2 separate regions of the Sus scrofa genome follow, and region 1 is linked to region 2. A link is a contact called in public HiChIP or PLAC-seq data. All regions are on one chromosome and are shown on one strand. The core of a region is the stretch at or near the end of the contact, and the rest is flanking DNA. Distances in the headings are between cores, read along the strand shown. Region 1 holds the start of GPX8 (probable glutathione peroxidase 8). Region 2 holds the start of LOC100737060 (chondroitin sulfate proteoglycan 4-like).

The links. HiChIP or PLAC-seq counts read pairs in DNA pulled down with a chosen protein or histone mark.
Region 1: an H3K27ac HiChIP or PLAC-seq map of skeletal muscle shows a contact between it and region 2. The contact joins the promoter of GPX8 here to the promoter of LOC100737060 in region 2. A contact is called at or near these places in 14 of 47 Hi-C or Micro-C datasets (adipocytes, alveolar macrophages, brain and 7 more) and 1 of 2 datasets of contacts at active chromatin or transcription factors (skeletal muscle).

The regions. Positions count from the first base shown.
Region 1 is chr16:34,334,891-34,337,590 of Sscrofa11.1, reverse strand. GPX8 (probable glutathione peroxidase 8) reads right to left here and starts at 1,437. Exons shown (of 2, transcript XM_013984774.2): 1 at 1,011-1,437. The coding sequence starts at 1,214. All of the region lies in intron 2 of CDC20B (cell division cycle protein 20 homolog B), which reads left to right.
Region 2 is chr16:34,112,247-34,114,946 of Sscrofa11.1, reverse strand. LOC100737060 (chondroitin sulfate proteoglycan 4-like) reads left to right here and starts at 1,268. Exons shown (of 13, transcript XR_002339749.1): 1 at 1,268-1,429.

The DNA of each region.
Region 1 (2,700 bases), core at 188-2,687, 220 kb before region 2:
AGGGAAGCCTAACTTCCAGACAATTACAAAGGATGAGAATCTAGCTCTTTGATAGTTTTATAAAACTTGCCCACTAAAACATTTCAAATGAAATAGGAAAGTATGGTCCTCGCACATTTGTTTTAAAAATGAAAAGCAATGAAAAACATTAAATTGGTGAGGCAAGGCAGATATTTACCAACAAGAAATCTAAATGCAGGTTCTGCTTCAGATCCTAGAATCTTAATCTTGTGGAAGATGGGGAATGTTACTCCGTAGTTATTTCTTGCAAAAGATAATACTTCCTTGCTTGGGCGGGGCTCCGATTCTCCAAACTGATTGCATGGAAAAGCCAAGACGCTGAAGTGGAATGGTCCAAACTCTTTGTGCAGTTCCTGCAGTGCTAAGTAATTTCTGTCTGTGAGTTGGCAGTCACTAGCCACGTTTACAACTAGTGCAACCTCCCGGAAAAAGAAAAAAATCCAACCGGAAAGTGAAGCAAATAAAAGATTAAAAAAAAATTCTGCAAGTAGTTAAAATCCTAAACCATTTTGGAGGAATACAGCCCTTGATAGACGGTTATTTCATATTTTTATATATACCAAATAATACTGAAAATCATAACCCATATGCATGAGTTAAAACTCTAATAAAAGATCACAGTAATTAAGAAAGCCCCAGGTACTCAGGGAAAGTTTATTTTTAAATAAAAGATAAAATATGATTATTGAAAGAGTGCTTTTTAATATTGTCAAATTATGGATTAATACTCTTGTTAATGTCTACGTATTCACATTACTAAATACAAGAATTTCCTAAACGACTTTAAAAGTATTATTTCAGCACTTAAAACATTTTAAAGCAGTTAAGATAATCAGTTTATCAATGAGAAATATACTATGAGATACTAAAGTGATATACTAATATTACTTTGAAGACTAAATTATAACACTATAAACATATAAATTGACTATTAAGAGAATAAGAACGTGGACAGAAAATACAAAGAAAAATCAGAAGATGCAACTTACTTTGCCTTTAAACTTTTCCAGAGAAACCGTTCTTCCTTTTGCATCTTTCACTTCAAAGTTATAAAAGCTGTTGATTTTAGGTTTTAGGAATTTTAGTTGTAGAAGAAATAGCATTACTGTACAGAGAACCATAGACAGCAAAACTGCAAATACCTTTGCTTTGGGCCCTGAACATCTTAAAGGGTAGGCTGTGAGAGGCTCCATTTTGGATGATTCCAGAGTGTCGTCTCAACAGGCTGGAATTCAAGGAGGAGCTGAAACTTGAAACCGGCTCAGTGTAACGGAAAGTCAGAAAGGACAGACTAGCGCCTTTCATGCCTCAGATGGAGAATGGAGTGAAACTCCCGAATGAAGTCAAAAGCTCTAGAGAATATCCGCTGCAATTTTTGCTAGAAAAAATATCGGGACATTTTGGGTAGTACTTGAAGATAGTCCCAACAAAGGAAATATTCCGCCAGAAGATGGTGCCCTTGTAACTTGAAAACTGTGAAGTACTCCCAGCAATTGCCTGGATGTGTTGGAATATTGGATATATAATACCCAGCAATAGTTCATAATATTGATTAAATTGGTCTATTAATATATCTCTATAGGAATTTAATATATATATATGCATGTAATCTTCATACGGCTTAAGCATGCTATGTGAATTCAAGGTATTAAGAGTAGAAAGGGTACTGAAATATCTGAAAAGGCTACTTGCTCTGACCTCATCTAGCTAAGTCAATGCTAAGTGAATATAGCAAAAAATTGATCAAAGCAATGATGGCTTAAAAAAAAAACCCTCCTCTATCATAAAGCAAACTATAGTTCAATGATTTTTCAAATTTTTGCTTATGATGCATAGAAAGAAATGCACTTTATGAGTATACACAGGCACATGTAACTGTGACATTTCATTAAGCAGTGCTTCTGCTTTGAACTGTGATGCCCTGTGGTCTATTGCGTTTTTAAAAACAGCATGGTTCCGACCCATGAAAATGATTGTTCACCAATGGGCTGCACACTGGAAAAATACTGCAGTCTATAATAAAGTAGGAATTTAACAAATAAGATATTTCTACACAAAAGGCAAACACAACTCCCACCCCCACTCTATACCCCCTTCTTGGGTGCATCATCTAGTTGCTTCATTTTGTATCTTTATTTTTCAAGTGGCTGTTGCTTTCTACAGAAGATCTAACTTTGTTGAAAACTTTAGGGGCATGCATGGAAAGGGAGTTGAGGGCTGCCTATCCTGAAATCTATGGTTCCTTTAGCTACCTTAGAAAATATCCTGTTCAGGATATGTAGCAAGTTTTGAAAAAAAGGTGCTTTGTTCCTCTAGGGTCTGACTGTTGGTGTGTGTAAGTTTCCAGATAATGCTAGAGAAGTCTGAGAAGCTTGAGAGAGTCCCTTCCCATCCTTGTTAGATCTTTAGAGCTTTCAAGCTTGCTAAGGAGGCTGCTAGCTCTGCTCCCATCCCTGCTTCTGAGGTGTGCGTGTGTCTGTGTGTGGAGGTTGTTGAGCAATGCCCACAGCTTAGGCACATTAACCTGGCAGAGACCATAAACCACTTCACTCCCACTCTTGGGGCCTAATAAGAGTGGATGCAAAAGAAAACTTTTCCCTTATAATTTCTAGTAAAAATTGAAAATATACACAAAAATGTATTCTACCACTTTTTAACTGTAGTAATTTTAATTTGGTA
Region 2 (2,700 bases), core at 19-2,518:
TTGTCAAGTGTTCATCCTCTGACCAATCACTGGAAAGGTCATGAAAGTTGGTGCTGGCTCCCATTTTCAACACACTTGCACAAGGGTGGGGCAGAGAGTGTGGAGCAGTTCCCCTAGAGAAGTAGGGTGAGGTTTCCAGGAGAATGGAGGACTGTTGGGCAGAGGAAACCTGTCTGCTCAGGAGTTAAAGTACAGATCATCTATGCTTAAAAGCACTTCTGGGAGTTCCCCTTGTGGCTCAGAGGAAACGAACCCAGCTAGTATCCATGAGGATTTGGGTTGGATCCCTGGCCTCACTCAGTGGAATAAGGATCTGGCTTTGCTACAAGCCATGGTGTAGATTGCAGATGTGGCTTGGATTCTGCAGCACTGTGGCTGTGGTTGTAGGGTGGTAGCTCCCATTTGACCCCTAGCCTGGGAACTTCCATATGCCACCAGTGCGGCCCTAATAAGAAAACAGAGGGGTAAGAAAAAAGCACTTTATTACAGAACTAAAAAGGAAAGGAAGGGGAAATAAAATCATCTTTAATTTTATTAGGTATAAAATATCGCTAACATTGTTGCCCTTGTTAGCACACGCATTACCATTTTGTCAAACACCAATGTTGGAGTGAACACAGCCCAGAAACATGGCCCAGAGGCTGACCTAGAAGCCCGCAGCTCTGGCTGGTCAAACCCTGCCAGGCCCCGTTCTAGCCCCGTTCTCTCAGGAGGTGAGTGTTCCTGCACATGACTCTTGGGCCTTGATTCACGCACCTGATAGACTATTGCTTCAAAAACTCAGTGAAATTATTTTAGGGATAGTCCTTTTAAAATAAATAAAAATAAGGCTCACATTTGGGAAGGAATGATTACATCGCTTTTCTCCTCCCATTCTAACTCAGCATTCACCCAACACAGCTGACGGTGCCTGTGCTCCAGGTATGTGTTGGGGATACAGCAATAAGTTGGCGCTCACTCTGAAGCCTTAAGGTCTTAAGTAGGGTCATACCTCAGGAATGCTTCTCCCTCCAGCCACCATTTCTCCACAGTGCCTGCTCTCACACCTAACTCCTTTGCCAGGCAGGCTGGGGTGGGGGGGCAGGTAATCTCTCCCACCGAGCCTGCCTGGGCCCTGGAGCACGGGAAAAGTTCCGGTAGGCGCCGCGGTTGGCAAGCGACGCGGAGCGTGATGGGGACGCAACAGCTGCGGATTGCAAGTGGCTCTCCCCGCCCCCGCCCAGCCCCCGCGCTGGTTGGGGGCGGCGCCCCCTGGCCAGGCTCTGGGTCCCGCCGGCTGGCGGGGAGGGGTCGGCTCAGGTATCGCGGCCGCGGCCGCCGCCCGGGAGCGAGCGCTGGGCGCGGGACCGCCAAGGCAGAATGGGGCGGCTCGGAGCCCGCCGCCTCGTCCTGCTCGCCGCCTGCCTGGGGCTCTGCGAGGCGCTCGGAGGTACGCGCACCTAACTTCCCTTCCCCGTCCCAGCCTCGGCCGGGCGCGCGCGGAGCCCGCCAGGAGAGGGGGGTGGCGAGCGGAACGGGGGGCGGGGAGACCCCTGTACTCTGGGGGCTCCGGGAGACGCCGCGGCCCGGCAAGTCCCTCAGCGACCGCAAGTTTAACTCTCTGGCCGGGCCTTGGGAGCCGGGCAGCCGGGGGAGGAGACCGCTTGGTTCTGCGGTGACTCCCGGCCTCCGCGGAAAATTTCCAACTCCCCGCCCCGCGCGGCCCGGCCCCTCAGATCCCCGCCAGTTCCGGAGCCTGAGGGGCGGGCCCTGCGCTGACCTACACGCGGCCTTCGCCGCCGATTTGGGGTTTCAGAGCCAGACTTCTGGTGGCCCTCGGACGAGCCAGGCTGAAGGTTCCCGGCTGTCCTCCCTTCCGAGCCTTTTCAGCCCTGCCGCGTACCCAGGCCCCTTACTCGGTAGCACGTGACCCGCACGGGTTTGGGGGTCCCTGGCCTGTTCCATGAGCCCTTCCACAGTCCACTTACATTTTCTGGACTCGATTCTCCGAAAGTGCTTTAAATTTCCATGGCTCTTTTCAGTTGTCAAAGATTACTAACGCAAGACAGTTATGGAGACTTTTTACATAATGCAACTCAACAGTTGTGCCTTCCTGCTCTTCACGGCCCTTTGAAATTCAGTTCAGCTCAACAAAAAATTTTCTTCGAGACTGTTTAGAAAACACTCTAAATCAAAGGCCTTGTAAATCTTTGTGGTACGCTTATTTACTTCCCTTCAGTTGAATTCCCTAGGAGCTTCAGTCAGAGTCGCGTTCGGGCTGGGTGGGGGTTGCCAGGCCCTCAGAGTAGCGGGGCCTCACTCTCACCTCTGCGCATGCCTGTTCCAGCTCCTCCAGCTCTGCGCCTATCCGCTGTTGGGGGCCTCTTTTGAGCTCCTCCGTTTTCATCTCCCTCTTTCCAGATTCCTCTTCTGCTTCCTCCCGCGGCCCCTTCCTGCCTGGCGTCCAGGGTGGGTTAGGCGGGGTACTAAGGTCCAGGTGTGGGGCCGCTGTGACTCTGATTTTGGTGTGGCTTGAGAGAAGGTGCTAGTTGTAGACCCGGAGATCTGAGAGGGCAGTGAATGGCGTTGGGGGTCAGAGGGGTGGTGATGGAAGTCCCATGGCTTTGGAGACAGGTGGACTTGGTCTTTAATCTGGGTGCCACTGCATATTCTCAGAGTGACTTTAAGAAAATTACTTCTCTCAGTCTTGATGTTGCATTT